4 separate regions of the Mus musculus genome follow, and regions 2, 3 and 4 are each linked to region 1. Evidence: chromatin contacts called from public HiChIP or PLAC-seq and Micro-C data. All regions are on one chromosome and are shown on one strand. Each heading gives the region's core, a stretch centred on a gene start, on an enhancer-like site or on the middle of the called end of the contact. The rest is flanking DNA. Distances are from core to core; before and after follow the strand shown. Region 1 holds the start of Arhgap28 (Rho GTPase activating protein 28). Region 2 holds the start of Akain1 (A kinase (PRKA) anchor inhibitor 1). Region 3 holds the start of C030034I22Rik (RIKEN cDNA C030034I22 gene). Region 4 holds the start of Zbtb14 (zinc finger and BTB domain containing 14).

Region 1 (3,436 bases), core at 333-2,832:
CCTCTGGAGTACAAGGCAATCGGCAACATTATAAACTTAGACCCAACTGGTTTATGGTAAAGAACTGACTATGATATCAGTCAGCTCTCCCACTCTCACACATTACCATTCTACAAGACCACATGCTGAGCTAATAAAAAACAAAATCTCCCTCCAATTTGCTTTCAGCTATCTGGCTGATGCCCACAGGGACAGCTGCTAGGGTTTAAGCTACACCCAAGCCACTTAAGAATGTAGAAAACTGGCCCCTGCCTTGCATCCAATCCCATCTATTTAGTCAAGATGGTACTTTCTTCTAAAAGAATTACACACTCAATACAAAGAAGAGTTTGTATCTTCAAGCTGAGTCAAAATGATGTGCGTGACTCCGACTGCCGGAGAAAACTGGTACATCTCTCACTGTCTGTTTTAAAATGAGATTTGACTCAACCTGCTCTCTCTGGAAGAAACAATAATTTCTTTGTTAGCGAAGACCAGTATAATTCCTAAGCCAGTGCGATTGGTTCATCTCATGGATACCGTCCAAAGCATATTATGTGACATAGTCACAAATCAATTAAATTGGGAAACAGCAGTAATTATAATCACATAAAGTTAAGAGTGTGAGGAAAAGCAAGTAATTGAAAATAACAGTGATGTAAGATGCCATTAGGAGATGATATCAAAACACGCATTAGCGTAGGCTTCAAAATAAATAAGTAAAAACGTCCACTGATATAGTCGTAGAGAATAGCAAAGGAACTTCCCCTAAACACGCCAGACAGCAAACCATCTCACATTTGGAATATTTTTGACCATCCGTCTTTGGCGGAACAGATGGGCATGCCAGAGCAATGTTCTCCAGATCCCTGGCTTACTAAATGCACATGGTCACCCAAAGAAATAAACAGGAATTGCGTTGGTTGCATACAATCGGCACCGGCACTCATCAAATAATGACATCACTGTATTTAAACAATTGAGGGTATTTACAGTAGAAGTGAAATTGTTATGTCAGTGAAGGTTTCCTTTTGAGAAAAACTTTAGCTTCAAATAGTTAATCTGAGTGTCTGCGAGAACTTTTTTTCTTTTCAACCGACTTGTGTTTGGGTTCTTGGTAATATTTTAAAATTTCTCCAGTACATGGTGAGAGTCTTCCACAGAAATGGTATGTTTATCTAACTCTTGATAAAGTTGCGTCAAGACTACAAGTACCCCGCTAGCCTCAGCCAGCCACACACAGACTTTTTGCCCAGGCTGTTTCTCATCTCCAATCAGGATCATACAAAGAGCAGTCTCAGTTATCAACTCCATAAAAACTTGCCTAAGCGCTGCCCCCTCCCCGCCCCGCCCGGCGCGCGCGCGCGCGGCCCGCGGTGCCGCTCCGTACCTGCTGAGCGGATGGCTGGCCCGGGACGCGCAGCGTGGCTCAGCGCCCTGCGGTTGCGAGCGCGCGTGCGAGTGGTAGGCGGTCAGCACCACGCCGCCCGAGTCCTCCACCTCCATCCTCAGCGGCGCATGTCCCCGCGCTAACCCAGAACAAAGACCGAGACCAACGTGGACTAGCTCCGGGAGCGGGTCAGCGGCCCCGAGCGTCCGGCGCCCCAAGGCTCTGCGACTAGGACGGCCCCGCCCGCCCAAGGGCCACGCCCACAGAGTACAGCGGCAGATTAGCATACAACGCGGGCCACGCCCACAAAACAAGGCGCACCGATTAGCATAACTAAGAGCCACGCCCACAGAGTACAACAGACAGATTAGCTTAATACACCGAGGGCACGCCCACAGAGTACACCGGGCCGATTAACAAACACTGAGGGCCACGCCCACGGATCCCTGCTTCTAGGAAACTGGAAACCTGCCTGGAGCTTGCGGCTCCAGCCAGCAGCTCTAGTAAAGTTTGTGTTTTTCTTCCTTTGTTTCTCCTTTCCTCTTCTCAACCTCCTCCTCGGCCCCTTCAGACGGGAGGCTTATCCCATGGCTAGGAACATTTCCTGCCTGGCAGTCAGAAGTGAGACAGAAACCATGCCTTAGGCAAGGGGAGAAAGGCTAGGTCTGGAATGGGTGCTCTGGGGAAGAAAGGGAGAAAAATGTGACACTCTCATTTAAATGTAACACTCTCATCTGAATCGGAAATTGAAGAGCTGAATGGCACTGACGTTTGCTAGTCTAAGTGACAGCGAATTCGATTTCCCTTCTGCCCAAGCCATTCCCTCTGCACGTGCAAGCCTGAGCTTCCTTCCCATACCCTCAAGACTGCAACGCCAGACTCTTACCTCATTCCTAACATCCCTTTCCTCCACTCAGTTGTGGTCCCTGACAGATACTGTTTCCAGACTGTCTGAAAAGTACTCCTTATTGCCACGGGCTCCATGAATGCTATTTTCAGGGGGCTTTTTAAGGGAGAAGATTATAAACACACATGCACACACACACACACACACACACACACACACACACACTGTATATAACATACCCAAAAGTGCAATATAGTCTTTCTCCTGATTGTGTTTCTGGTTGGAACTGCTTTCAAAATTCTCTCCCTGTGAAACCGCTTAGAGATCATCAATCAAAGCCCCCTCCCCCACCTCTTACTCCCCGGCCACTTTCCAGAAATGGCTCTTGCTTTGTTACAGGAATAATTTCATTCTGCTCTGTGATGAAGGTAGACTCTCCAGACCATGCCTTGTGTGTTTCTTTGCTCTGGTCTGGCATCCACTTGAGTGACTCCTAATAGGTCGTGGTCTTTTTTTTTTTTACCTCCCCCCTCCCCCAAAGGCCAGATGGAACCAGGAAACTTCTCAGAATGAAACACCAAGGAGTAGAAAGCCTGAGGGGAAAACCCACCACTAACTCATGATCAAATTACCATTTTCCAGCAAGTTGGTGCTTTCTACTCAACTGGAAGCTGCTGGAAGAACTGGTCTCTCTCTCTCTCTCTCTCTCTCTCTCTCTCTCTCTCTCTCTCTCTCTCTCTCTCATATCCCAGAGCCCCTCCTGTTTCACATAGCACACACTCCAGAGAGGAAGGTGTGCTGGATAGTGTTTATCAACTTGACACAAGCTGAGGTCATCTGCGGGGAAGGAGCCTCAATTAAGAAAATGCCTCCATAAGAATCAGGCTGTAGGCAAGCCTGTAGAGTGTTTTCTTAACTAGGGACTGGGGGAGTGGGGGTAGCCCATTGTGAGTGGTGCTGGCACTGGGAAGGTGGCCCTAGGTTCTAAAGAAGGCATGCTGAAGAAGCCGTGGTGAGCAAGCTAGAGAGCAGCACCCCTCCATGGCCTCTGCCTCAGCTCCTGCCTCCAGGTTCCTGCCCTGCTTGAGTTCCTGCCCTCACTGCTTTTGATGAAGAACTGTGAACTGGAACTGGGAGGGAAATTAACCCTTTCCTCCCCAAGTTGCTTTTGCTCATGGTGTTTCATTCCAGTAATAGTAACCCTACCTAGGTCAGAAGGC
Region 2 (3,436 bases), core at 463-2,962, 1.4 Mb after region 1:
CTTGCTCTTTCTTAATTCACTGAGATCCATATTTCAGAGGGTCCTCACAGCAAACCCTGCAGATGCCTCAGTTCTTGTAGTATAGACGAGATGGGCCAAATAGGGTGACATATCCAAGGTTAAACAGTGAGTTAATGGGGAAGGTGCTGGACCTGCGTTTGCATCTGGTTGATCCTTAAGAATGTTTTCAGATGTTCTTAACACGATATTTTCCTGTGGATATTTGTTTATGCATTCGGTGAGTAAAGGCCATGAACACACAAAGTTGTAAAAAATTAAGGGTGGTGGAGGGGTGTTTATTTAAAGCAGTCGGCAGTCATTCAAGCAAATCTCAAATAGTGCTTCATGTGTCCCACGGTGCTGAAACTAGAGGGGCAGATAGTTTTTGTTCCCAAGGGTTTGGGTGTATCTTGGGCATATGAGAGGACTCCACCCCTTTGTGCATGGGTATTTTTCCTACCCATTGGCTGATTTGCATCGTGCTGAGGCAGGCCCCATCTGTTTCATCTCCTATGACACCAGGTGCTAAGAGCATTTGTGACTGTGTTGTGTTGAAGCTGCCCAGATGCCTCCATGATAACCGTAGTTCAAGATTTGTGAAACTATTTACATTTTCAACCTATTATGGCTTTGAACAAACTCGGTGCCAGCCTGGCTATTTAAATGCCTATGTTTGCCAAAACAGGGTAGAGCTTAAGGCTTTTAATCAAATTGTTAGTACTGTGCTTTTAGAACAGCGCTATTATTTCCAGGAAAAGGTGAAGAATGCCCAAAAACTCTGATTGCCTTTGGTTTTGGACAACCCCATTCAACTACAGAGATGGAGGATAAAAGCCAAGGCAAGGGGATCCTTATGTGGTTTTTGACTCTGTCACTGAAACCCACACGCGCGTGTTGCAAGCTGGTGGCATCTAATGAGCGTTGCCTACACCGCACCAACATTAATCAGGGAACAGATATCTTCAAGTGAACTACGGGTTAGGAGCCTGCAGTGAGCATCCAGCAAGTCCTTGTTCAGGGTGGAACCAACTGTAAAGGGCGCAGATACCAACTGAACCAGATCTGGGCAAGCTCTTAAGTATGTAATCAATGTCAGAGATGTTTTTCCTCATCCGTGCAGAAGTTGGAGTTTGTCCGAGACATGTCTCATCTGTACTTTTTTTTGCAGTGACTAACACCGTTTCCTCTCAGGCTATGACCTTGAGAACCTGCAAATGTGGGAGTTGACCCAGTGGTCACGGGGAACAGGACCCGCGAGCAGCGCCCTTGTCATGCATGCATTGCAAGGTCATCCTGTTTTTCTCTTTTAGCTCTCTTGCTGACATTGAGAGGCCTGGGGCAGCCAGAGAAGTCGTGAACAGCAAAGACGGGTTAACTTGGTGGTTCCTCCCTCTGTTCAGAGACAGCCACACTCCAAGAACTCAGCCTCTGGAGTAAAGTCTAGTGCGATGTGGGGAAAGGGACAAACTCATCTTAAATGTCAGCCCGGCATCCCTGGGGGTGAGTGACAGCAGGTAGTTAGAAGCAATTAGTTGTGCGCCTGCCGGGAAACCGGGCAATTACCTTTCTGTCTGGCTTCCCCTTCCGTCCTTCCTGCTTCGGTGGAAGCGGTAGAAGCGCCCTGCTCCTTCGGCGGTGAATCGCCAAGCTGGCGCGGGGACCGAGGAGGAGCTGAGCCGGGTTGCCTCTCCTCCTCCCGCCGGCGGAGCGGTGCATTGTGGAGGCAGCGCGCGCCCAGCGCTGAGCCGCGGCCCGGGACCGCGCGCAGGGAGCTGTCCGAGGTGCTGACCGTCCCGCCCGCACCCTGCGCGCCCGTCTGCTCCCGGCCCCGCGGTTCCCCGGTCCCCCGTCGGCTCCCGCCCTCTGTCTGTCCACCTCTAGAAACCCAAGGGTGTAGCGGCTGAAGGAAGTCATGGTGTTCGCTCCAGGTACTCTTTTATCTTCTTTTTCCGCAGACGTCCAGGCGGGGAGCGGGGCGGGAGGCGAACGCACCCGGAGGGAAGGCCTTTAAGACGACGGGGGTCCCTATGCGTGCTTTGGAGTTGCAGTGGCCCGGGGGGTGGAGACCGCCGGGTCGCCCCTCTCCCACACCCGCCTCATCTGCAACCCCAACCTTTCCGTCTCACAGTCCCGCCTGAATCCCGGCACCCGGAGTGAGCACCGACACCTTGGCAAGTGGCCCACTCGCCAGCATCGGACCTGCGCGGGTGTGCGGGCGGGGAGTGGGGAGAAGGATACAGGGCTTGGGGCTCCTTCTGTGGGAGTCTCTGTCGCCGCCTCTCCTCCCCTTCCTTAGAAGTGGCAAAGTGCCCTGCTTCCTTCCTCCGGGCCTCCAGAGGAGGTCGAAGGCAGGGGAGCGGGGCGAGGGGAAGAGGAGCGCTAGCCCTATGGATTTGGATCTGAAACTCTGTCGGGACTGCAGCAGGAGAGAGGCTACTGCGGCGCCGCGGGCGCTTGCAGCGTCTTCTGCTGGCAGGTGGCGAAGGACCTTCGTCCTTTTGCTGCGATTGGAGGCTACAAGTTGAAGAGTCAAATTTATCTGAGGTTGGCGGGTTTATCAGTCTCTCTCCTCTCTCTCTCTCTCTCTCCCTCTCCCCCCCCTCTCTCTCTCTCTTTCTCTCTCTCTCTCTCTCTCTCTCTCTCTGTGCACGCGCACGCGCGTTCAGGTGCTTCTGCTAGGGCCTCGACCTAGGTGTGTGTGTGTGTGTGTGTGTGTGTGTGTGTGTGTGTGTGGTGGGCTGAATGAAGCGTGGACCCGTTTATAGTTAACATTTCTACGTCCAAAGTTTCTCTCTCTCTCTCTCTCTCTCTGGTTTTTCTCTTTCATCTTTCTAACCTTCTTTTTCAGTTTGCCTGCCCTGACTCCCTCTCGCAGTTCCCCTTCTTGTTTTTGTTTGTTTTGGCTGTACTTCTTTTTAGGGGCAGTGTACAGCAGGTAGTAGGAAACACATAGCATCACTCTGTCAGCTTTGGGGGTCTTTAATTTGAGAAACAGGTTTGAAAATGTCCTGGGCAGGGGAACAGACATTGGAGAAGAAAAAGAAAGCATTTCTAAAAGGAAAGAATTGGGTCTGGTTTTTACATTTTTTCACTGAAAGAAGAGGAAGCTCTCCACCTGTCAATGACCAGTGACAGTCCCTGAGTCCCCGAGAGGTTAGCTAAGGAGACAGGATCCACAAGTGCACATGTGCCTTAGAGCAGTGGTTCTCAACCTGTGGGTCTCGATCCCTTGGGTTGAACGACACTTTCACAGAGGTTGCATATCAGATGGTATTTACATTACTATTCACAACAGCAGTAAAAATAAAGTTATAAAGTAGCAACAAAAATAATTTTATGGTTGGGAGTCACCACATAAGGAACGGCAACAAAGGGTTACAGCATTAGGAAGGTTGGAAACCCTTGCCTTAGACTAGGAATGTCGCTCTCCTTCCAA
Region 3 (3,436 bases), core at 355-2,854, 1.4 Mb after region 1:
TAAGAAAACAGGAAGAAGCAAGCAAGCATCACTCCTCCATGGCCAAAGGTCAAAATAAGATGTAAAAGATCCTTTTAACTCCTAGACCAGAACACTGATAGATACGCCTTCAAGAATGTATTGGGACAGTAATTTGTATTTTGCTTGAGGAAGCCATAGTTATCAGGAGAAAACGTACATGCAAGTCAGTATAGACATTCTTGTTAAGCTTACTTCATCTCAGTCATTATGTGCACAGGAGGGTGCAAGGATGCCTAGCACACCTCAGTAGTTTTACATACTTTGACCAAAGAGTGTGGACGTCGTGAGAGAGACCCAGGTAGCACTGCAGTTAGGCAGATCTGGGACTGGCTGCTCATGTGTGCTTGGCAGTGGCACCTATCACCCCAGCTCCCATTCTGATACCTATTTGCAGTTCCCTGAACACGAACATTTTAATTCCTCTGGACCTTTTCAACTGCTATCCTTTTGCCTATAGACCAATAATTCCCCCCCCTCACTTTATTCCTGCTGATCCGTTGGATAAACTGTCCTAGGACGCTACCCTGACTCCAACAGCTGGAATAGGCACACCTTTACACTTCCAACACTCTCCCAACTGAAGCAAAATTGCACTGAAGAGTTTCTCCCTCTTCTAGTCATGAACTCCAGGCAGCATTGCCTTTCCCATAGCTCCTCCCCCTGGTGCCTCTCAGTCTGTGCCATACACTTGTCCAACTACAGTTGGACATCAAATAACAATGTGGGCTTTGCCATGCTCTGGAGACTTTTGTATTTTCTTTCCAAGACTCACTACTGATTTGGAAAGCATAAAGGGAGTGTTCAACTTTATAGACTATGAGGAGGGGCAGGTGATAGAATCCAAGTTCAGTAAGGCAAACATTTAAAGAGTCTTTGAGAAACCATGAGGGCAGGCTCAAAGAACTAGAGAGAAATCTAATGCTCTGATTTAATCTTATATTGTACAATAGATCTCTAAGTGTGGCCTCAACTATTGCTGGAAAAATACAAATACAAGTATCTTTCCAATCAGCCTGCTGAGAGAGGTTTCAGTTCTCTTTCTATTGAATAAGCATTATGCTTGGATGCTATATGTGTAACTGGACATCTGCTGAGGTGACTCGCCCAAAGGCTAAGTTGATGGAATCCATTATATACATACTCTCAATGGAACTAGTTTTTCAGTAAAAGAACTTGACACCACTAGCTACACGGAGGCCATCCTAAATGCACCAGGCAATTTCAGTACCCACAAATTTGCTCCCTATTCAAAGTAAAAAGCAAACATCCAATCTCTCTACTGGGGGTAGATTTAGCCTGGAGCCAAGTATTCACTGAGGTAGACAATGTTCCAGAAAGCTGGGAGACAGAAGTGATAGTTTCATGATAAAATTTTATTGAGATGGCTTCCAGGCCAAGGGGGAATCCATTCTTGGTTTGTAAAAGTGTTGAGAAACTGACTTAGCCCTCAGAAGAATGCACATGAATTGCAGAGAAACACAGGAAGTGGTGCAAAGATAAAGGCCTTCAACAAGAGCTGCAATTTTCTTGGAGTATACAAAGAATGAGTTTAAACAAACTTTTTTTTTTTAACTTTTTTTCCTCTTTTCTTTTTTTCTTAAAGATCTTTATAAGCAGAGAAAAACTGCCAGAAAACAGTGAAAGGAGCACAAAATCAGAATAGGGTTGGGGGGACTGCAAAAGCCAATGGTGGTGCTAGCAAGAAGCAATTAGTTTTAGTTTAAGGGAACAAGGCAAGTGGACACAGCTCAGATGGGGTGCTCCACTCATTAGCTCTTTTTTTTTTTTCCTTTTCTCATGAAACGTTATATTCACAATTTTCAGCAGGAAACACCCAACTCGCCCAAGCTGTGTTTCCTGTGTTTTCTAAACGGTATAATACGTTATTACAAAAGAAACAATCCAAACAGCCCTGTGGAGGGGTGAGAAGTAAAGAATAGTTTTATACTTAACCAGACACCAGATTATGAGGTCAAGTCATACAGCATCGTGAGAGATACAAGGAAAAACTGAAAGTGAACGCTTTCTGCCTGAACTTCTCGATCCAAAAAACAACCTTTGAGAAGAGGATGAACCAGAATGTGTAAAACTAAGTAATTCCGGGAGGAAACCCTAAGATGACCTGAGATATTCAGTCCAAGAGGGTGGGTGACACCATTTCAAAGCCAGTCTAAGAAAGGGTGGTTGAGATGCCTCTGGCAAACCCTTTCAACTTCTGAAGGTCCCAGCGCCAAGCGACAAGGGCCCTGGGCAGAGCCAAGGGAGAGCTTGACACAGACGGCCGCGGTCACAGGGCTGGAGAGTTAGGCCCCGGGTCGTGTGGTCTGGCGGATTCTATCCATTTCCGCCCAGGACGGTAAGAAACCCCAGAGACCGAGCCGTGGCGGAGCAGTTGGTCCCCGGTGCAGGAATTCGCTGTCCTCCCAGCACAGTGCACGGCTGGGAACCCGATCAGCCCGCGTGTCAGCTTGGGGCGGAGCCAAGCCTGGTCACCACCGGAAGTGCGTCACTAGAGCGGGCCGGGAGCGCAGGCCGAACCCGGAAGCAGGCCTGGCGTAGGCTGGAGCTTGGGGGAGGCGCCGGGTCTCTGAGATTTAGTGACCGAACTGCCCGCGCGGAGAGGACTGGCGGCGGAGAACTGCAGCAAGAGCAGGAAACCCACGGGACCGCGGACGTGCGCGAGGCTCGAGGCCGTGCTGCACCGAGGGGCTCGACTCGTGGCGCCGAGCGGTCACTTCCGGCCTGCGGGGGGTACTTTTTAAAGGGATAGCGGGTATTTCCGAAGCCACGGGGGCATCGCCACGCCGCGGTGTCGCCGCTGGGGCCGGGGCTTCTGTGGGTTCTAATGATTCTGCCGTACGTGCTTTGCCCTAATTGTCAACTGTTTTGTCAAGTCCGCGTTGGCTCCAAGAGAGACCTTCCCTGACGTTTTCAGTGCCCGCGGAGTGGACAGCCCCGGCGGAGCATCTGACCGCCCGCTCCCCGGCTCCCGCTGCAGCTGTCATTCACGTCGATGATGCTGTTTTCCTTAGAGATCCGAGTGTACAAATGGACTGATGCTGCAAAGTCCGTGGGTGGGGTTGGGGTGGGGAGAGTACTTCTGCCTGCCAGGTCTTCAGAGATGGGTTTACACTTCGATGAGTAGCGCTGACAAGCCACGTCTTGCAAGGGCGGTTGCATTCGACCGAATAGCACAGGTTCCCTTCACCGATATGAGCTCGGGTAGCATTCATCATCTGGAGGGGGATCTTTCCTTATCTACTTCTCCTTTCTACTGTTTGAAGTGTAAATTCGTCTTAGGTTATTGAGTTTTCAGTACTTTGATTGTATCCAAATGGAAGCATTCAAGTGTGATATTGTCTGGCAGTAAATTTACTTTAAAAAAAAAAAAGCTTACCCTGTGGACTATCACATG
Region 4 (3,436 bases), core at 652-3,151, 1.4 Mb after region 1:
TTTACTTAGGCATCCGGTACAGGCATTCTTTTACATCTTCCCAGAAGTCCATGGTCCTGCCCTAATTGCAGATGTTATTCACGTGATTTAACATAAGACTGTTGAAAGTGTGACAAAGCAGCAGAAGTGAAGTGACATTTAGGAGCACAATAGCTCAATCCAGCTGCCAGTATTGCAGGTTGAACAGAAATTTTGGGGCTAAAGGGACTTTCCAGGTCGTGGGCCTGAGGGCAGGTAAAGAGGATCAGGAAGTGCCTCACAGAGAACACAAGGTTTCAGCAGCAGCGGAGCTATAACTTACATGGATGTCCTGACATTACCAGGCTATCAGATCTCTCCATGGGAGCATCAAGTGCAACCTAGTTCTGGAAACATGATGGCTAGAGAGGGATGTACCTGGGTAAACGTAAAGGCACCAATTAGTCTGGTAGATCTAGAGCTTTGGGATTGAGCAGTTTGTCCAGGGTGACCGGAATTTCCCCTTATACTCCAAATCAAAAATGGCACTTCATTTGCTCTGCAAATGCCTGCTCCCCATAAACAATGCCTCAGTGGCACGAACCAAGCCATGAGCCTGGATATTCGGTCGAGACGGTACAGGGGAGACAGACGGTGCACCGGGACACCTGCCCAAAAGCCAGGCCGAGCTCAGCGCCCGAACCGTGCGCGCCCAGGGGCAGACATGGCCCACGCACATGCACACGCACACGCACGGGAGCGCAGGCTCCCCGCGTTCCCGACGCAGTGCCGAGGCCGGGCGCCGGCGGGAGCCCTGGAGTCGGGAGCTCCAGGAGGGGGCGGGTGCTCGAGAAAGGAGCTCGTGCATTCGCTCCCCTGGCCGGCAGAAGCCCCGCCCCGACCCCGCCCACCCCCTTCTCCCGCGCGCGGGCTCCGCGCGCCCCTTGCCGCGCGCGTGCGCGCGCGTGCGCAGGCCAGGGCTCTCCGCGGGCGGCCCCGTAGACCCAGGGAAAGCAACCACCCGTCAGGTCCCAGATTAACCCTTTCCTCGCTCGCTCACGAGGGAGGCCCCAGCCAGTTCCGTGCCTGCGCAAGCGGCGGCGCGCCTTCTCTCCCCCCCACTACCCCGGAGCCCGCACCGCGCATGCACGGGGAGGGGGGTGGTGGGGGTGTTCGCGGCGGGTTGGCTAGTGTGTGCTCGTGCAGGAGGAGGGCTGCCACCACCAGGGACGTGCACGATTCCCCCCCTACCCCACCCCCTCCCCAAACTCAGAAAAAAAAAAATTAAAAAAAAATCCAAAACACTGCCACCCACCGTGCCCCCGCGTCCATCCCGTCCCTGGCTTGCGCGCTGCCGAGCGAGGGAGCCCACAGCGACAGCGAGCGTCTGTAGCGGTGCCAAGCTGCAGGTAAGCGCGGGCCGGGTGCTGGAAGGGCCGGGGACGGGCGCGGGGACGCGGGGGCAGCCGGCGGCGGGCGCGGCCGGGGCGGCTGCGAGGAGGCGCGTTCCCGCCGAGCTCCGGGGCAGCAGCCAGCTGCAGGATGTGGCGGCGCAGCGCGGTGCGAGCGGGATCGGGGCGTGGGCCGCGGTTGGGCGTGGGGGGCCGGGCGTCCCCGGTGGCTGCGCAGGCCAGCGAGCGGGTGGGGAAGAGGCCAGGCGGCGGCCCCGCGCGCGCGCTCTCTCTCCGCGGCCGAGTTCATGGCCGCCTGGCTCTCCGCGCCGCAGTGCACCGCGGTGGGGGTGGGGACGGCCGAGCCGGGCCCGAGCGCGGCCCGCGGGGCGCCGCCCCTCGCAGCTGTGGTTTCCCCCGGAGCCGACGGGACCCCCCGCGCACGCTCCCCCGCCTGCGTCCGCCGAGCTCCGGGGAGCCGGCCGCGCGCCGCCCCCGCCCTTGGCCGCGGGAGGGCGCGGGAGGACCAGACGCGCAGGCCGCGGAGTGCGCGGGGCGCGAGCTCGGGGCTCGCGGGCGGAGCAGGGCGCGGCGCGGCGCGGGGCTGCGGAACCGGCCGCATGCCCGCTCCCGAGCTCGTCGCGCCGCCGGGGCTGCTGCGGGCCAAGGAAGAGAGCCTCGCGCCCGCGCCGCGACCTGGAGAAGTGGAGGATGGTGGAAGGGAAGGTGGCCCGTCGCTGGCGGGCACAGCTCAGGGGAGCTTTTGTTTAGGAGAGAATGCTGAGGGCTCGCTGCATCCGGCGGCTCATTGGCTGCGAAATGCGAATGTGGGCTCCCCACGCGCGGACTGCGCCCCATGTCTTTCGCGGGGCCCCGGATTCCCCACTCCCAAGTTGTGCGGTCGCAACAGGGAAGTGGTGTGGCCGCCATTGTCGCAGCTGCTCCGGAATAAGGAGGCGGCTGCGGCTGCTTATGTAAGTTTGCTTTGGGAAAGCCTGGCTCTGTGCTCGGTGAGGACGCCTTAACGCTCCCGCGATTTGGGGAGCTGCTAGCAAGGAGCTGCTTTATAGTATTATAGGTGTTGGGCTATGTCTTGTCCTACACCTACTTACACACATACTGGCAATGGTTATCTTCAGGTTTGACTCATTTGAACTTAGCAATGGGAACATCTCTATAGGGGGAAAAAAAAACCGAGCCGATTGCCCTGTGACCTCCTTTGAAAAAGAATTACACACTCACCAGAATCGAGAAGGCGTACGCACGCTGATATGTTGCCATAGCTACCATAGGGCCACTCTTCTCCCAAGTCCATGACCTCAGAAGTGCCACGGAGGGAATTTCTGCAGGGAATGCCTTCCCTTAGGCTGACTGCCGGCCCAGGGTGCATCTAGAACCCAGGAAGGCTGAGGTGAAGACTGGAGGGAGCATCCTTAGAAACTATCTTACCAGCCCTCACTCCGTGCACATGGGAAAGCCTGCTAACTCAGAGCCCTGTGATTCCTATAGTATGAACTTGTTATGGGTTCTCAGGATGTCGACCCTTTGGTGGAATCTCGGACAAAGTCATTGTGTAGGACTGTATTGTAACACGGCCACCTGCTTCTACTGCACTTGTGGGATTGGTGGTCAGTAGAGGAAATTTTTGTTCTTCAAAGCCTGTTGGGCTGCAGGATGTGGAGTTCTTTGGGTGAGAGTTAAGAACGAAAGAAAATTCTTTGAACCTGCATCCGGGGATGGAGGGAGAAAAATGTAAGATTTCTCCATGGCAGTCTTGGAGACAAGTTTGTAATTGTGTAGTAGACAAAGTGGCATGCTTATTTCTCCACTCTTTAGCTGTTGGGTATGTGTGTTCCTGCAGCCGTCCGATATTCAAACATGCATCTAGATGTCTATAGTTCTTAAAGGAAAATGTGCACCCAACAGGAAGTGGTGTGGATAAAGAACATATATGTGCTGATGTTTTCAAGAATATATACCACGGACTACTCCGGGTCTAGTCCTTACATAGAACCAGACCTGACTACTGTTAGCCTCACAGTGTCTCCCCAAAAAACGGTTCATAGGCAAGAGGTGGGACAGAGTGT

The links. A called contact is a pair of places that touch in the nucleus more often than the background predicts. HiChIP or PLAC-seq counts read pairs in DNA pulled down with a chosen protein or histone mark.
Region 2: a contact with region 1 is called in an H3K4me3 HiChIP or PLAC-seq map of stem cell-derived neural progenitor cells, with 6 times the contacts expected there. The contact joins the promoter of Akain1 here to the promoter of Arhgap28 in region 1. A contact is called at or near these places in 2 of 115 datasets of contacts at active chromatin or transcription factors (embryonic stem cells and stem cell-derived neural progenitor cells) and 1 of 9 other capture datasets (embryonic stem cells).
Region 3: an H3K27ac HiChIP or PLAC-seq map of extraembryonic endoderm stem cells shows a contact between it and region 1, with 7 times the contacts expected there. The contact joins the promoter of C030034I22Rik here to the promoter of Arhgap28 in region 1. A contact is called at or near these places in 2 of 39 promoter capture datasets (the 3T3-L1 cell line and stem cell-derived epiblast-like cells), 4 of 115 datasets of contacts at active chromatin or transcription factors (astrocytes, embryonic stem cells, epiblast stem cells and 1 more) and 1 of 9 other capture datasets (embryonic stem cells).
Region 4: a contact with region 1 is called in a Micro-C map of embryonic stem cells, with 9 times the contacts expected there. The contact joins the promoter of Zbtb14 here to the promoter of Arhgap28 in region 1. A contact is called at or near these places in 2 of 39 promoter capture datasets (embryonic stem cells and hippocampal neurons), 3 of 484 Hi-C or Micro-C datasets (all in embryonic stem cells) and 5 of 115 datasets of contacts at active chromatin or transcription factors (astrocytes, embryonic forebrain, embryonic stem cells and 1 more).

The regions. Positions count from the first base shown.
Region 1 is chr17:68,002,526-68,005,961 of GRCm38.p6, forward strand. It overlaps Arhgap28 (Rho GTPase activating protein 28), which reads right to left and starts at 1,583. Exons shown (of 18, transcript NM_172964.4): 1 at 1,370-1,583. The coding sequence starts at 1,485.
Region 2 is chr17:69,437,614-69,441,049 of GRCm38.p6, forward strand. Akain1 (A kinase (PRKA) anchor inhibitor 1) reads left to right here and starts at 1,713. Exons shown (of 2, transcript NM_001145192.1): 1 at 1,713-1,928. The coding sequence starts at 1,913. It overlaps A930029G22Rik (a long non-coding RNA gene), which reads right to left and starts at 2,627. Exons shown (of 2, transcript XR_003952217.1): 1 at 1,564-2,627.
Region 3 is chr17:69,414,843-69,418,278 of GRCm38.p6, forward strand. It overlaps C030034I22Rik (RIKEN cDNA C030034I22 gene), which reads left to right and starts at 1,605. Exons shown (of 1, transcript NR_026848.1): 1 at 1,605-3,436.
Region 4 is chr17:69,381,903-69,385,338 of GRCm38.p6, forward strand. It overlaps Zbtb14 (zinc finger and BTB domain containing 14), which reads left to right and starts at 1,902. Exons shown (of 3, transcript NM_009547.3): 1 at 1,902-2,323. Gm49894 (transcription initiation factor TFIID subunit 4-like) reads right to left here and starts at 2,279. Exons shown (of 3, transcript XM_030250167.1): 1 at 2,198-2,279; 2 at 1,274-2,109; 3 at 1-396. The coding sequence starts at 2,279. The coding sequence ends at 349.